Linked DNA regions of Rattus norvegicus: all the other regions are linked to region 1. The links are chromatin contacts, called in public Hi-C maps. All regions are on one chromosome and are shown on one strand. The core of a region is the stretch at or near the end of the contact, and the rest is flanking DNA. Distances in the headings are between cores, read along the strand shown. Region 1 holds the start of Pnma1 (PNMA family member 1). Region 2 has its middle 29 kb from the start of Mideas. Region 3 has its middle 43 kb from the start of Ptgr2.

Region 1 (4,864 bases), core at 1,684-4,183:
TGCTTTCCAGAGGTCCAAGTGCATTTATCCCAAAATAAGGCACCTTCTTGGCATCTCCAAATCCTCCCCCAGTTCCAAGGCCCTGGGGTCCCTTACTTTGTGACTCTTAGGTGCAGGAGTGATAAAAACTGACGGAACTGGGAAGTTGGGAGTGTTCTCAGTCACAGGAAACTAGCAGATGTGGGTGAGATCAAAGGCAGGGCTCAGTCCTGCCCTTTCTGTACTCTCAAGTGCTGGAGGGAGTTGGCAAGAGGCCAGAATTCTAGTTTTATTTATCAGCCTGGAATCTGGCTTGAAGAAACCATATTTGGCATGGAATTACTGAAGGGTCAGAATGTTCTAGAGGCCCCTTCACTTTCCAGTTCCACAGGAGACTTAAAGTTACTTTTCTGATATGACCACTTAACTTTAGTTGTACAGAAGGAAGTCTAAGTGAATGTGTGTCGGACTGTTCAGGGTGTTAGTAAGAGCTATAAAGGATTCCTTCACCATTCCCTAGGCAATAGTCTACAGCCCTGTTGGGAACTGGAGATAGAGATGGGGTTTTTTGTCTTTGAGCTACGGACTATTGGGTGTTTCTTAACATTCATTTACGCATGAGTATGGTTCTATGAGAGCTGCCTATGGAAATAACAAAAAAGTCCCCCTAGATACCTGAACAATTACTTAACCTTCAGTTTCCCTGCTTGTTTCCTTCACAGGCTTCTATAAACTCAAAGTCCCGAGATTACAAAAATCTGGTCCCCTCAGAAGTAGAAGGGCAACAAGTTTAGGATCTCTTCTAAACCACTTGTATAGCGAGTGCCTTCACAGCTTAGCCCCAAAGTGCCACTTAGGTTTCCCAAGATTCTTTTCCATTAAACCATACTTGGCTCAGGCCCCTTGGTGGACAGGTGATATCAGAAATCTTCAGCCACCTGAGACTCCTCTGTACGGTGGTACCAACTAATCCTTAGAAATCTTAATTTAAAGAAACCAAGTCTGCTTTTCTAAGTTCACAGAGACCAGATGAAGGTAGCCAGGAAAAAAAAGATCAAGATGTTACCTTTAGGTAGTGATCCACCAGTGATTTACAGGGGCCCATGCTCCGTCGTGCACGTGTGGAGGCTGAACCATTTCAAAGGGGAGATGCACGTGTGGCAGGAGGCTGATACAGGCGCATCCTTACTGGTGCTTTCTCCCATGAACACACTGGGCTTGGCTTTTGTTGTTCTTTTTCTGTTCAGAGCTCCCTCTTTTACAGTAGCAGCCCTATACCGTGTCACCCTGCCTGTCTCCCAGTGTCCACCTGCGCTCAGAGAGGGCGTGAACTGACATAGTGCCTGTGTTCTCCACCGTTTCTGAGGTCTCTTGCCCATCTAAGGAGTCAGTGCCCTTACTGCTGCCCTCCAAGCCTTCAGCAGCCCCTCATAGCTAAGGTACATGCCCACCACCGTTCTGCCGCTTCACCTCCAACCTTGGCACAGGGCCCTGTGCCGATGATGTCTAAAGGGATTGCCTATATTTAACTGCCTCAGTCACCTAACCTCTTTCTTCTCATGTGCCAGATGTTAAAGATGGAGGGGAAGAGTACAACACATACTCCAGCCTCAGCTGTTTAAGTGTTTTTATTGGGGCTCACTTTTCTGGGTTGTTATTTATTACTAGACTGGCAAAGCCTAAACCCTTAGGTTTTTACAGGAAGTATGCATATTTTTATAAAAAAAACAGTTGTGTCTAACCCACATTTGGCTGTGTTTGTTTCCTCAAAAAAAAAATTTGCAGCTGTTAGAGCTCTTCTTCATTTGTCTCTTAAATTAAAGGCCTTGTTGGAGAGGACAGCACAGAAACAGCCTTGACTGTAATTATTGTACAGATATTTTAATAGCATAAAGTAAGTATATTCCTTTTATTTTGAAACAAAATGGTCAGACACTGCCTTTCATGTGTTTGTTGCCTGTGGCACTCTTTTTAAAAAAGACTGTTACATATTAAATAGTGTACATATATATAAATATTACCTCTTTGTGTACAGTTGTGATAGACCAGACCGAAAATTTTATTTTTTGTGTGCTTTTTATAAAAAAAATTAATACACTAAAGAGAATCTTGCGGATGTGATTGTAATGTACCCATGTAACTTATTTACTTTTGAATGTTCTGTATCTTAAGACCTTTTATTAAATAAGGTTTTAAAAAAGTCATTGTTGAATGCCATGTTCTTATAGGGGTGTTTTTGCCAGCTGGGACTGACTGATAGGGAACTTCTCCCTTTCTGAGCCTTAAGCGGTCTGTTTTGCTATCCTGTATACTCAGTAAGGACAAGAAGTTTGCTTGGCTACAAAGAGAAGTAATCCGGTGGGGGGGAGGGTGTGCACACACACACAAACTTTAGGTTTTGACACACACACACACACACACACACACACACACACACACACACACAAATTTTGGACAAGAAAGCCAAGTCAGACACTCAAAGGAACCAGTAGGTGGAATCCTCTTTTCTAGTCTTATGGGGAGGAACGGAGAAGCTGCAGACTGTAATCTGGTGGTTCACGGAAGTCAGATTTAGTGTTTTCACAGCAGAGTGAATGCATAGAATGGATATGAGACAAGTCCGTCGTGGTAGATGCGTATCAATAAGGCCAACTTAAATCCACAGCAAAATTAAATAAAACAAAACATGCTTAGCAATATTGTTAAGGAGGAATCTGGGAAGTACGAGTATGGGGGAGGGGTAAAAAGAAATGCACCATCATAGAATAGACTACTCAAACCCCTTCTTGGCACCATAGCAACCGCCAGATCCTCTGGAGCCCGCGCATCTCGCGTCGTCATGGACACAGTTGTCACGGTGACACTGGGGGAGGCGAGCGGACCGGTTCCGCCCTCCAGTGCAGCTGCACGGAGGCCGTTGCTGGAGCGCGCGGCCATAAGCGCTGAGCAGAGCTGCCTCCAGCCCGGTTCCTCCCTCCTTCGCGCTTCCTGCCGCCTCAGTCCCCGGTGCTTCGAGTGCCGCCTCTCTCGGTGTAGCTGAGCCACGGCCTCGAGTAACCCTCGGCCGCCCGCGGGCCAGGGAGAGGTGGGAGGAGCTGCCACGCCCCGCGACCGCACCCAGTCATCTCCAGCCCGCAGCCAACCGCCTTGAGCCCACCTTCCTCCCCTTCTCAAAGCAGTGACGCAAGGCACAGCCGCAGCCAGTCCACTCCTGCCCGGACCAAAAGGGCGACATTCGAGTGATAGGCGGAGTGTCCCGTGGCACTGACTTGGGACCCGGAAGGGACCAGAAGGAACTCTGGTGTCTTTTGGTAATTGTGGTTGCTTGAAGCTTGTCGCCCCCTGGCCTACCGGGGGAGGAGAGCATGTTGTCCTAAGCCCAACAGCAGCACCGTGAGCCAGTCCAAGCACAGTCTGTAGAACTGGCACTCTTAATAGTTGGGCGAAATGGCTATGACACTATTGGAAGACTGGTGCAGGGGAATGGATGTGAACTCTCAGAGAGCTCTGTTGGTCTGGGGGATCCCTGTGAACTGTGATGAGACCGAAATCGAAGAGACCCTCCAAGCTGCGATGCCCCAGGTATCCTATCGAGTACTGGGGAGAATGTTCTGGAGGGAAGAAAATGCGAAAGCAGCCTTGTTAGAGCTCACTGGGACGGTGGATTACTCCCTGATCCCCAGGGAGATGCCAGGCAAAGGAGGGCTCTGGAAAGTAGTGTTTAAGCCCCCCACTTCCGACGCGGAGTTTTTGGAAAGGCTGCACCTCTTTCTAGCTAGGGAAGGGTGGACGGTGCAAGATGTTGCTCGTGTGCTTGGGTTTCAGAACCCTGCTCCAGCCCCAGGCCCGGAAATGCCAGCAGAGATGCTCAACTATATTTTGGATAATGTTATTCAACCTCTTGTTGAGTCCATATGGTATAAGAAGCTGACTTTGTTCTCCGGGAGGGACATTCCCGGGCCTGGCGAGGAGACCTTTGATTCCTGGCTGGAGCACTCGAATGAAGTCATAGAGGAATGGCAGGTGTCTGATATAGAAAAGAGACGGCGGTTGATGGAGAGTTTGCGAGGCCCGGCTGCCGATGTCATTCGCATCCTCAAGACCAACAACCCTGCTATAACCACGGCAGAATGCCTGAAGGCTCTTGAGCAGGTGTTTGGGAGCGTGGAGAGCTCTAGAGATGCACAGGTCAGATTTCTGAACACTTACCAAAACCCAGGAGAAAAGTTATCTTCTTACGTTATCCGTCTGGAGCCTCTGCTGCAAAAGGTAGTGGACAAGGGGGCCATTGATAAAGATAACGTGAACCAGGCTCGCCTGGAACAGGTCATCGCTGGGGCCAACCACAGCGGGGCCCTCCGAAGGCAGTTGTGGCTGACTGGGGCTACAGAAGGGCCTGCACCCAACCTCTTCCAGTTACTGGTGCAGATTCGAGAGGAGGAAGCCAAAGAGGAGGAGGAGGAGGCCGAGGCTGCCCTTTTGCAGCTAGGCCTAGAGGGGCACTTCTGAATCCCAGGACTGGCCAGGCTGCTTTTGATATTCCTGTGAAGTTTTAGTAAGCCTGTCCCTTAAAGTAAACAGCCAGCCTCCTCCTGCCTTTGTTTTGTTTTCTGAGGAATGGGATGAGAAAGTCAGGCCCGCATATTCCTGTAGCATTCACAGAATTGTGTAATTAGCAGGAGTAAAGGCGGTTCATAGTGCTACAGTGATGCCAGCCCTCCTGGTGACATCTCTGACAGCTGTGAGAAACATGAAGCTGCGATCCTTCCTGTCACGATGTTTGTGAAACTGCAAGTTCTGATGCTAAGTACATGCCCGGTTCACAGGCTGTACACTACAAACTCTTGTATTTATTTGTTACTAACACTGTGGACAGCTTTACTGT
Region 2 (4,919 bases), core at 957-3,456, 74 kb before region 1:
TTTCTGAGACTCCAAGGAAGCATTTGTGTCTTTGCCTTTCTCTAGCTCCTAGAATCCAACCTCATTCATTGGAGCATGATCTTTCCCACTTGTTACTTTTTTCATTCTGTGTGTGACAGAAGTCATTGGACAACTTGGAAGAGTTAGTTGGTCCTCTCCTTCCACCATGAGGGTTCCAGGCCTTGAACTTAGGTCATCAGGCTTGGCAGTAAGTACTCTAACCCACAGAGCCATCTAGACACCCGCCTCCCCTCACTCTCTCACTCTCTCACTCTCTTGCTCTCTTGCTCTCACTCTCGTGCTCTCTCTCTTCTCCACTCCCCTCTCCTCTCTTTTCCTCTTTCTTTGAGACAGAATCATTTGATAGAGGGTGGTTCAGATTTGTCCACAGTCACATAATCTGCACCGAAAATGGGACCTGACACAGCCTGGACAGTGTGGAAACTTTGTACTACCCATACTGGTAGTATGCGTCTACCAGTTGCCCGGGTTCTCTCTGTTCTTTAGGAGTCTTTGTTGCTTGTGGGCTGCTGTGATCCATTCTCCTGCAAAGCCACTCTACATCTGTTTCACCTTCTTCCAAGTCAGCACTCAGTTTTCTCTGAGTTCCCACTGGGGCAGACCACAATCCTCCCCTCACTCGCAGGGTCATCTTGCCCCATGAGAGCCGTCCCAGTGTAGCATTGACACACCCGGGAGAGCTCAGTCCAGAGATGCTGTCTGCTCTCCTTATTTACTTTTAGCGTGTGTGTTCGTGGGTTTTGCTTCCACGTATGTATGACAGCGATGTGTGGGCTGTCTGCCCAGGGTCCCAGGGTCTCGTGAAACTGGAGATAAGGAAGATTGTGAGCCATGGTGTGGGTGCTAGGAACGCAACCCAAGTTCTCTAGAAGAGCAAGTGCTCTTAGCTGCCGAGTTGTCTTTCCACCCCACTGTCTGCCTTCTAGGTTTGACAAGCAGATTCACTGTGAACAGGGCGATCCCTGGCTTGGTATAAATCAACCTTAGCTACGGCTTTGTTGTTGTTGTGTTTTATTTCGTTTTGTTTTCCTGAATCCCAGTGGAGAGCTGGATAGAGCCCCTCTCTGTGTCTGATGTGATTTTCATTAAGCCGGTGTTTCTCAACCTTCCTATTGTCGAGACCCTTTAATACAGTTCCTCACATTATGGCGACCCCAACCAGACAATTATTTTCATTGCTACCTCATACCTGTAATTTTGTTGCTGTTATGAATTATGATGTAAATATCTGATATAATGCAACACAGTTTGGTACTTATTCAATACAACAAGTCTCGATCATCTTTAACAGGTTTTTTTTTTTTTTTTTTTTTTTTTTTTTAAAGCAGAGTGAACCCAGATCCTGCCCTTGCAGACTTAACCTCCCTGGTCTGAGATCTCCTGTGTTATGTAAAGCTGGGGTTTTAACATTGCTCCTGCTGCTCCATAATCCCTGTGTCTGTCATTTTTTCCCACTGGGGAGAGACTTTGTCCCTTTCGTCTTTGCACCCCTAGCACACTCAGTAGCAATCGTTCTGCCAATAGTAACTGAGGGGTGAATGGAAAATGCCTATGTGGTCAGCACAGCAGAAAGGGACAGGATCCCTTTTGTTGCAGCCACAACATCTGGACCGGTTGTGGGGAGCTCAGAACTTGCTAGTTAGCCCTTGGGGTTCACAGAGGGATTCCTATTAACATCAGTATATGCTTCTGCAGAGAAAGCCTAAATGCATAAAGAATGAGGACCAGATATTTTAACCATTACACACACACACACACACACACACACACACACACACATACACACACACACACGCACGCACGCACACATACTCTCTCACACACACACTCTCTTTCACACACACACTCTCTTACACACACACACACACACACACACACACACACACACACACACACACTACTTTTCTAAACAGATCCCCTCTGCCTTCATCTCCATGGCTGTAATTTGGTCACAGAAAACGGAGAACAGGCAAAAGTCAGGGCATTTGACATTTCTGCAAAGCCAGACTCCAGGAAACATGCCCATTGCCAGACTCCAGGAAACATGCCCATTGCTGAGGACACTGGCTGTGGTTTTAGGTAGCAAAGCAAATGATCTAACAAGGAATATATGTGCTGAGCCCAGTTCCTGTTAAATTAATAGATTCACGTTCTGGCACATTCACCACCTCACGAGTCATAGCAACCGGATGACAGCATAGCAACACAGCGGTTGCAGCCACTGCACACGAGAAAAATCAGAGCCTGGTGTCTCTGGAGGGAAACCAGAAATGGCCGGTCCAATCGCCAGTCTCCGCTGGAGGGGCTGGGCGGAGGGGGGGGGACATTAGGGCAATCGTAGTCAGATACTTGCCCTAGTTGGGGCTAACGGAGGGTGACATGTTTCCTACTTCCTAAAAGTTTTTGTTTTGTATCTTAAAAGTAAATAATAAGCTCCAGCCAGAGACTGACCAAAAGCCTCGGTCACGTGACCGGCCTTTCTTCTCGGCCTGGAAGCAGCAGGGAAGCGATTGCTGTCAGAGTGAGTGCCTTGCTCTCTTAGGATCACAGGTTTTTCTTTCTAGTTTTCATATTTATTATCATTACCGTTATCATTATTGTTACAGCTCTGAGGATTGAACGAACAGCAGGCCCTGGGAAAACCAGTCAAGCACCTCACCCCGGGGCTATATCCTCTTTTTAGTTTTTAGGGGACAGAATCTACCGAGATGCCCAGGATGGCTTTGAACCTGTGACCTTCCTTCCTCAGCCTCCTGAATAGTTGGGTTTACAGGCCTGTACCTCCAGGCATGGCTTTTAGTTTTTATTTTGAATTCCATTGTGTTAAATAATTTATTTTTGTGATCTTTTTTTTCGGGGGTGGGGGAGCTGGAGATCAAACACAAGACTGTAGACATGCCAGGCAAGCATTCCATCATCCCAATGTTCTCTAGCCCAGAGTAGCATTAACTCTTTTCTTTATTTTTCTGTTTTGTTTTTGGTGGGACTTGAACCCAGGACTTCAGACATGTTAAGCAAGAGCGCTACCACTGAGCTACATCCCTGGCCAATTTCTGGCTGCCAGAGTTTTAAGTCACCAGAGCCTAACTTCTAGATGCTAGTGTCTCCAAAGCTAGGACAGATTCCCAGGGAGGAAGAAGGGCTGCATGGACAGATGTGAATTCCTGTGACTCAAAGACATCTGCATGTGCTGTGAGGCAGGTGACACCCAATACCGGGGCTGCCAGGGATGGCGCAGCAGACCACACCCTCTGACCTAGTTTAAATGGAAAGATAACCTCTGTTCAACAAAAGGAGTGAAGGCTCAGATTCAGGTTTTGCACTTACATCTGCTCAGGGCCCTTGTTTTTTTCCTCATGTTCTGTTGTGCAGAGGAGGAATTGCCAATGGCCTTTGAGGTTGTCCTTGGGCCCCCACTGTCTTCTGTGTTGGCTTTTACACTAGTAACCCGCAGCTGTTTGACAACTACGCTAACACAGCAGCGTGGCTGGGGATGCTGTAGCAGTTCCATGCTTCAGACACTTGCCCAGTGTGCACAAGGGACTGGGCTCAGTCGCCAGTAATACATGCACACACAAACTTAAAGGCAGGTCAGTCCGAGATAACAAACACTGTACGGTTTCTGTTGGTCAGGCCTCTTGGTAGCTTAGCTGGGATGAGGTAATTGGGTTTTGTTGTTGTTGCTGTTTGTCTGTGTTTATTTTTTATTTTTTGTTTTTGTTTTTTTCAAAGAGACAGAGTTTCTTTGTGTAGCTTTGGCTGTCCTAAAAGGAGCTCTGCAGACTCTGCCTGTCTAAAAGCGTGCGCCGCCACCGCCGCCGCCACCGCCACCACCGCCACCGCCACCACCGCCACCGCCACCACCGCCACCGCCACCACCGCCACCGCCACCACCACTATTGCTACGGACATTAAACTGGTTCCTGGGCTAAGAGACTTTGCAAGGTTTGGATAACATTGGATATGAGAGAGATATCCCTTTCCAAACCCACTCAAATGGTGGTTAATAGGTCTCACTTCCTTCGCAAGGGGCTGTCTAAGAACACGGCAGTCAGCTTCCCCTACAAGAAGCAAGATAGACTGGGCTGGGGATTTAGCTCAGTGGTAGAGCGCTTACCTAGGAAGCGCAAGGCCCTGGGTTCGGTCCCCAGCTCCGAAAAAAAAGAACCAAAAAAAAAAAAAAAAAAAAAAAAAAAAAGAAGCAAGATAGACTGAGAGACTCTAGAGACGACCCAAGATGGAAGCCACAGCTTTCTTTATAACCCAGTCTCACAAATGACATCACGTTCCTTTTGCCATACTCTGTTTGTTAGAATTGAGTCAATGGACTTAAGGAGAAGGGATTGTGTAAGGGTGTGAATGCCAGGAGGCAGAGATCATTGGCAGGGAGCTGTCTACCACATCCTCCACACAATGTCCCGGGACTCCAGCAAATGCCACACTAGGCAAAGACAAAGCAGTGTGTATGTGCATGTGTGAATGTCAGGCCTTCACACCATTTGTGGGCTTTGCTAATTACTCCTGGGCATGCAGAAATACTGAATATTCATGAAGTTACCACAGAGGATTTAGAATCACAATACTGAACAACAACAAAAATTTTTCTTAGCAAATGTGGAGTAACACTGTTTCCTTCAGAAGCCTGGTCACTGCTGTAAGGAATGAGTTCTATTCCAAAACCGAAACACTGCACCCCATCACAGTGTGATTAGAGTAAAATGTCAAAGAGTTATACTTAAGCCTATGCTATACTTCTTAAAACAGTATTACTTTCCATCACTGTTCATTTTGTATTTATAATGTAACAGTAATGTCGCAGTAAAAGGCAGAACCCAGTGCATTGACAGCTGCAAGATGGAGGAATTCATGCTGCCGAGAGAGCTTGGGTCTGGGTCAGC
Region 3 (4,770 bases), core at 1,366-3,865, 100 kb before region 1:
TCCAAGGGAGAATACACTACAGTGTAATTTTCCACTCTGCTCTTTTTTTTTTTTAAAGATTTATTTATTCATTTATTATATATAAGTACACTGTAGCTGTCTTCAGATACACCAGAAGAGGGCATCGGATCTCTTTACAGATGGTTGTGAGCCACCATGTGGTTGCTGGGAATTGAACTCAGGACCTCTGGAAGAGCAGTCGGGTGCTCTTAACCACTGAGCCATCTCTCCAGCCCTTCCACTCTGCTCTTAATTGATAGCATTGTTTCTAGTTCAAGTCCACTGTGAACATGATGCCGGGAACATTCTTGCAAATAAACCCTGGGATCCATGTGCCCTTGCTCTTTTCTGGGGTGATGACCTCGTGTGGCTTCTCTTTAATCCAGCCTTAATGCGTTCCAGCTTCTTCCCTGTCTCGTCTTTCAAAACTAGCTCTCAGGAGAGGGTCATAAGTTCACCACACTGTGGGATACATGGCCAAGGAGGATTAGAATGTATCCTGTTCCATACAACTATGAAAAGGGATCAAATGAATCAATTTCTAATTGTAACATTTTATGTATCTAGAGGCTGATTGGGGAGAGATTCCAAAGCTGACCCTGGTCGGGGTGGGGAGCATTTAAAAAAAAACCATCCTGCGGTGGTAAAATGAACCAAGACAATAAAACAAAAGCATGTAAACAACAGGTCAGCCAAGAGTTATATTCTATTTAAAAGGTCAAAAACTAGGCATGAGAAGCAAAGTCCCTTGTCCAAGGATCAGTCAACAGTCAATGGCCAATCAGCTGTTGCCATGGTGGTTTTGTGTGGCTTGGACACACAATGTTCTCCACAAGCTATGTGTTTGCACACTGAGTCCCCAACTAGTGGTGACAGTTTGGGACACTGTGGAACCTTTGGGAGGAGGAAGTAGGTGGAGGAAGTGGGTGGAGGAAGTGAGCCTTGAAGATTCCACGCAAATGGCGTTTCCTGTTCCTCCCCCACTGTCTTCCCCCCATGATGGACTCTAGCCCTACCCTCCATTAAGTCCCAACAAACCCTAGCTCCTTTACCTTGCTTGTTGGCAGGTATTTTGTCACAGAAATAAGGAAGAGGGGAAAAACAAAACAAAAAGCCCTTAAAGAGAAACGCTGCCTCTCAAGCTCTGCCTGTATCAGTCACACAACACCTTCTGACACCCTCAGCTCCTTTCTTTTTGTATAAGGGACTCAGTGACGGCGCTTGGCTTCAAACCTAAAGGAAGGAGGGGCTGGACAGATGGCTCAGTGGTTAAGAGCATTGGCTGCTCTTCCAGAGGACCTGAGTTCGAATCCCAGAAACCACATGGCAGCTTGCAACTGTCTGTAAATTCTGTTCCAGGGAATCCAACACTGTCATTCACATATACATACATACAGGCAAAACATCAATGAAAGAAAGAAAGAAAGGAAGGAAGGAAGGAAGGAAGGAAGAAAGAAAGGCAAAGAAACTAAGCTAAACTAAGGGATGGCTGTGTCCCATTTTGCATTGTTCTTGCTATTTAGTGATTAAATTGCATTAGACATTTTTCTACTTATCCTAGGTTACACAGTGAGACCCCATCTCAAAACATCTAAAGAGATGGAGGAGGAGGAAAAAGGGAAAAGTACCAGACTAACTGAAGTGACGAAGTCTAACATTATCTCTAGAACACCACCTAACAAGTATACAGAGACCATTCTCTACGGAGGTCATGCAACGGAAAAAATAGAAAATTGAACTTGATCCAGAACAAGTAAAGAGACTGAGTTAGGCAATAAACTAACAAAAACACTTCATTTAAAGAAAATCCCAGCCAGGTCTGAAGAGATGGCTCAGCGGTTAAGAGCACTGGCTGGGGGCTGGGGATTTAGCTCAGTGGTAGAGCGCTTACCTAGGAAGCACAAGGCCCTGGGTTCGGTCCCCAGCTCCGAAAAAAAGAACAAAAAAAAAAAAAAAAAAAAAAAAAAAAAAAAAAAAAGAGCACTGGCTGCTCTTCCAGAGGTCCTGAGTTCAATTCCCAGCAACCACATCAGGTGGTTCACGACCATCTGTAATGGGATCTGGTACCTTCTTTGGAGAACATGAAGACAGCATACTCATACAAAAAATAAATAAGTAAATCTTAAAAAAAAAAAAAAAAGGAGAAGAAAGAAAGAAAGAAGATACTAGCCAGGTGGTGGAAATGCATGCCAGAACTTGGGAGGCAGAGACTGCTGGATCTCTTTGAGTTCAAGGCCAGCCTGGTCTACAGAGTGAGTTCCAAGATGGCCAAGGATAAACACAGAGAAAGCCTGTCTGGGGGGTGGGGGTGGGGGAGGGAGGCTTATCTTTATACAATAATGGCTTTTGTCAAACTGCAGCAGATTCCAGTCTCAGGACTTTGCCTTCAGCTTGGATGCATGCTCAGTCTACCTCCTGACAGAGCCCTAGCAGGGAGGCGCACATGGAGGCTGGAGGGGGGGTTACGGTAGGAGGGCACCAGTGGAGAACAAGGCTGCTCTCCTGACTCTCTCTCCTATGCATGAACAGGAAGTCCTGAGTGGTTTCTACATAGTTCTTCAGAAGGTCCCCAAGGAGATTGAACCACGTGTCTGCCGTGACAACCAGTGCCCGAATGCACCCTTGTTACTTCTTCTTCCCTGTATTGCTCTGCCCTCCTCTCACACCAGGGACGTCCTACTGTCTCCTTGTCAAAGGCTTTTCTCTGGGAGGGATACAAATGAAGTTTTATTGTAGCTTAAGAGAATCAGTGTGTGTGTGTGTGTGTGTGTGTGTGTGTGTGTGTGTGTGTGTGTTTTCCTGGGGAATCAGACTTGTGTATCCTAGGCAAGCACTGTGCCATCCTTACCCCCAGAAATTAGGATTTTTTTTCCAGCAAAACTTCTCAAAAACTAAGAGTCAATACAACCAAAGAGGCTGGAGTTACGGTTCAGAGATTAAGAGTGTCTATTGCTCTTTCAGGAGCCAAGTTTAGCAGCCACGTGGAGTGATTTACCACCACCTAAAACTCCAGCTCCAGACGGATCCAATGCCTCTGGCTTCCACCATACATAAGTGCACACACTCATACATAAGGTACACATACGCATAATTAATTACAATAAGAATGAATCTCTGGGTGGTGGAGGAGCACGTCTTTAATCCTAGCACTCATGAGGCAGAGGCTGGTGCATCTCTGAGTTTGAAGTCATGCTGGTCTGCAGAGTGAGTTTCAGGACAGCAAGAGCTACATAGGGAGACCCTGTCTTGGAAAAAAATAAACAAAAATAAATAAATAAATAAATAAATAAATAAATAAATAAATAAATCTTTTGACTGGGTGTGGTGGCACACAACTTTAATTCCAGTAACTGGGAGGCTGAGGTAGATCTCTGTAAGTCCAAGGCCAGTCTGGTCTATGTAGTGAGACCTTGTTTCAAAATAAATTGAAGGAAGGAAGGAAGGAAGGAAGGAAGGAAGGAAGGAAGGAAGGAGGGAGGGAGGGAGGGAGGGAGGGAGGAAAGGAGGGAAGAAAGAGTAAGAAAGAAAGAAAGAAAGGAGGGAGGGAGGGAAGAAACAAAGAAAGAAAGAAAGAAAGAAAGAAAGAAAGAAAGAAAGAAAGAAGAAAGAAAATGAAAGTTAGATATGTTCAGTCAGTTAACCCAAACCAGTGTGGATAAGTATTTGATAGAGGAAAACAGACAATAGTAAAGTACTTTTAAAATCCTGGGAAAATGGGGTTGGGGATTTAGCTCAGTGGTAGAGCACTTGCCTAGCAAGCCCAAGGCTCTGGGTTCGGTCCCCAGCTCCGAAAAAAAGAAGGAAAAAAAAAATCCCAGGAAAATGGAAGCAATCCTGGAAGCAAAATAATGGAAGCAAATAGTGACTGGAGAGATGGTCCAACGGCCAAGAGCACCTGCTGTTCCCACAGTAGACCTGGGCTCAGTTCCCAGCACCCACATCAGGTGGCTCACAATCACCAGTAACTTCAAGGCCAGAGGATCCAGTGCCCTCTTCTGGCCTCTGTATATGATGCACATGCATACATTCAGGCCCACATACATACATGTACACATGAAGTAATAATTTTTTAAAAGAAATAAACAACAAAAAATATCATACATGGATGAATAATGAAGCTGAGGAACACGACTGCTGCTGTTTGAATAGCACTCACCCCTGTGCAGACCTGCACACAATTTCATTTCTGTAGTGTGGTATTATGGGGGTGAAATTTAATCTCACTCTAGTGTGATGTTTGGGATTACACAGGGCCATGGAAGCCGTGGGCCCAAGAGTGAATGCTGTTAACCAGGAGAGAGAGAGAAAGAGAGAGAGAGAGAGAGAGAGAGAGAGAGAGAGAGAGAGAGAGAGACTCACACAGGCACATGCTCCCTGTCCCTTGCTGTGTGATGACCTGTGTCTCAAGGCTCTTAGCCAAGTTCTGATGGCAAAATGGCCATCGCCTGATTCCGCCCTTCAATCTTAAACCAGAATCGGGAGCCAAATAAGCCTTCACTTGAAACTTAATCTGTGGTGTAGCAGAAGTAGCTCAGCTCTGCAGTAAAGAACCATAATTAATGGGGGGGGGGGGCAGAAAACACCATGATAATCTTAAGGAAGAAAAGTTTCTCAAGGTTTTTTTTTTTTTTAATTAAACTTGTTTATTCAGTCAGTCAGTCAGTCATTGGAGGGGGCACTCACCTAGCAGACAGAGGACAACTCACAGGAATCAGTTCTCTCCTTCCTCCACGTAGGTTCCTGGGATCAAACTCAGCAGCTAAGTGCCTT

The links. A called contact is a pair of places that touch in the nucleus more often than the background predicts.
Region 2: a Hi-C map of psoas muscle shows a contact between it and region 1, with 1.8 times the contacts expected there. The contact joins the enhancer-like site here to the promoter of Pnma1 in region 1. A contact is called at or near these places in 4 of 12 Hi-C or Micro-C datasets (frontal cortex, liver, prefrontal cortex and 1 more).
Region 3: a contact with region 1 is called in a Hi-C map of liver, with 4 times the contacts expected there. The contact joins the enhancer-like site here to the promoter of Pnma1 in region 1. A contact is called at or near these places in 8 of 12 Hi-C or Micro-C datasets (the Rat2 cell line, Schwann cells, kidney and 3 more) and 1 of 1 datasets of contacts at active chromatin or transcription factors (oligodendrocytes).

Annotation. Positions count from the first base shown.
Region 1 is chr6:109,513,236-109,518,099 of GRCr8, reverse strand. It overlaps Pnma1 (PNMA family member 1), which reads left to right and starts at 2,933. Exons shown (of 1, transcript NM_130820.2): 1 at 2,933-4,718. The coding sequence starts at 3,427. The coding sequence ends at 4,488. It also overlaps a transcript of Dnal1 not described here.
Region 2 is chr6:109,586,903-109,591,821 of GRCr8, reverse strand. No RefSeq gene overlaps it. Among named protein-coding and RNA genes, the nearest start is that of Mideas, 29 kb to the right of the region's middle. Within about 2 kb of position 2,206, at least 32 of the 93 cell types and tissues checked have an H3K27ac peak or open chromatin away from gene starts, as enhancers often do.
Region 3 is chr6:109,617,181-109,621,950 of GRCr8, reverse strand. No RefSeq gene overlaps it. Among named protein-coding and RNA genes, the nearest start is that of Ptgr2, 43 kb to the left of the region's middle. Within about 2 kb of position 2,615, at least 3 of the 93 cell types and tissues checked have an H3K27ac peak or open chromatin away from gene starts, as enhancers often do. A contact at or near this core is called in liver, where this site is marked.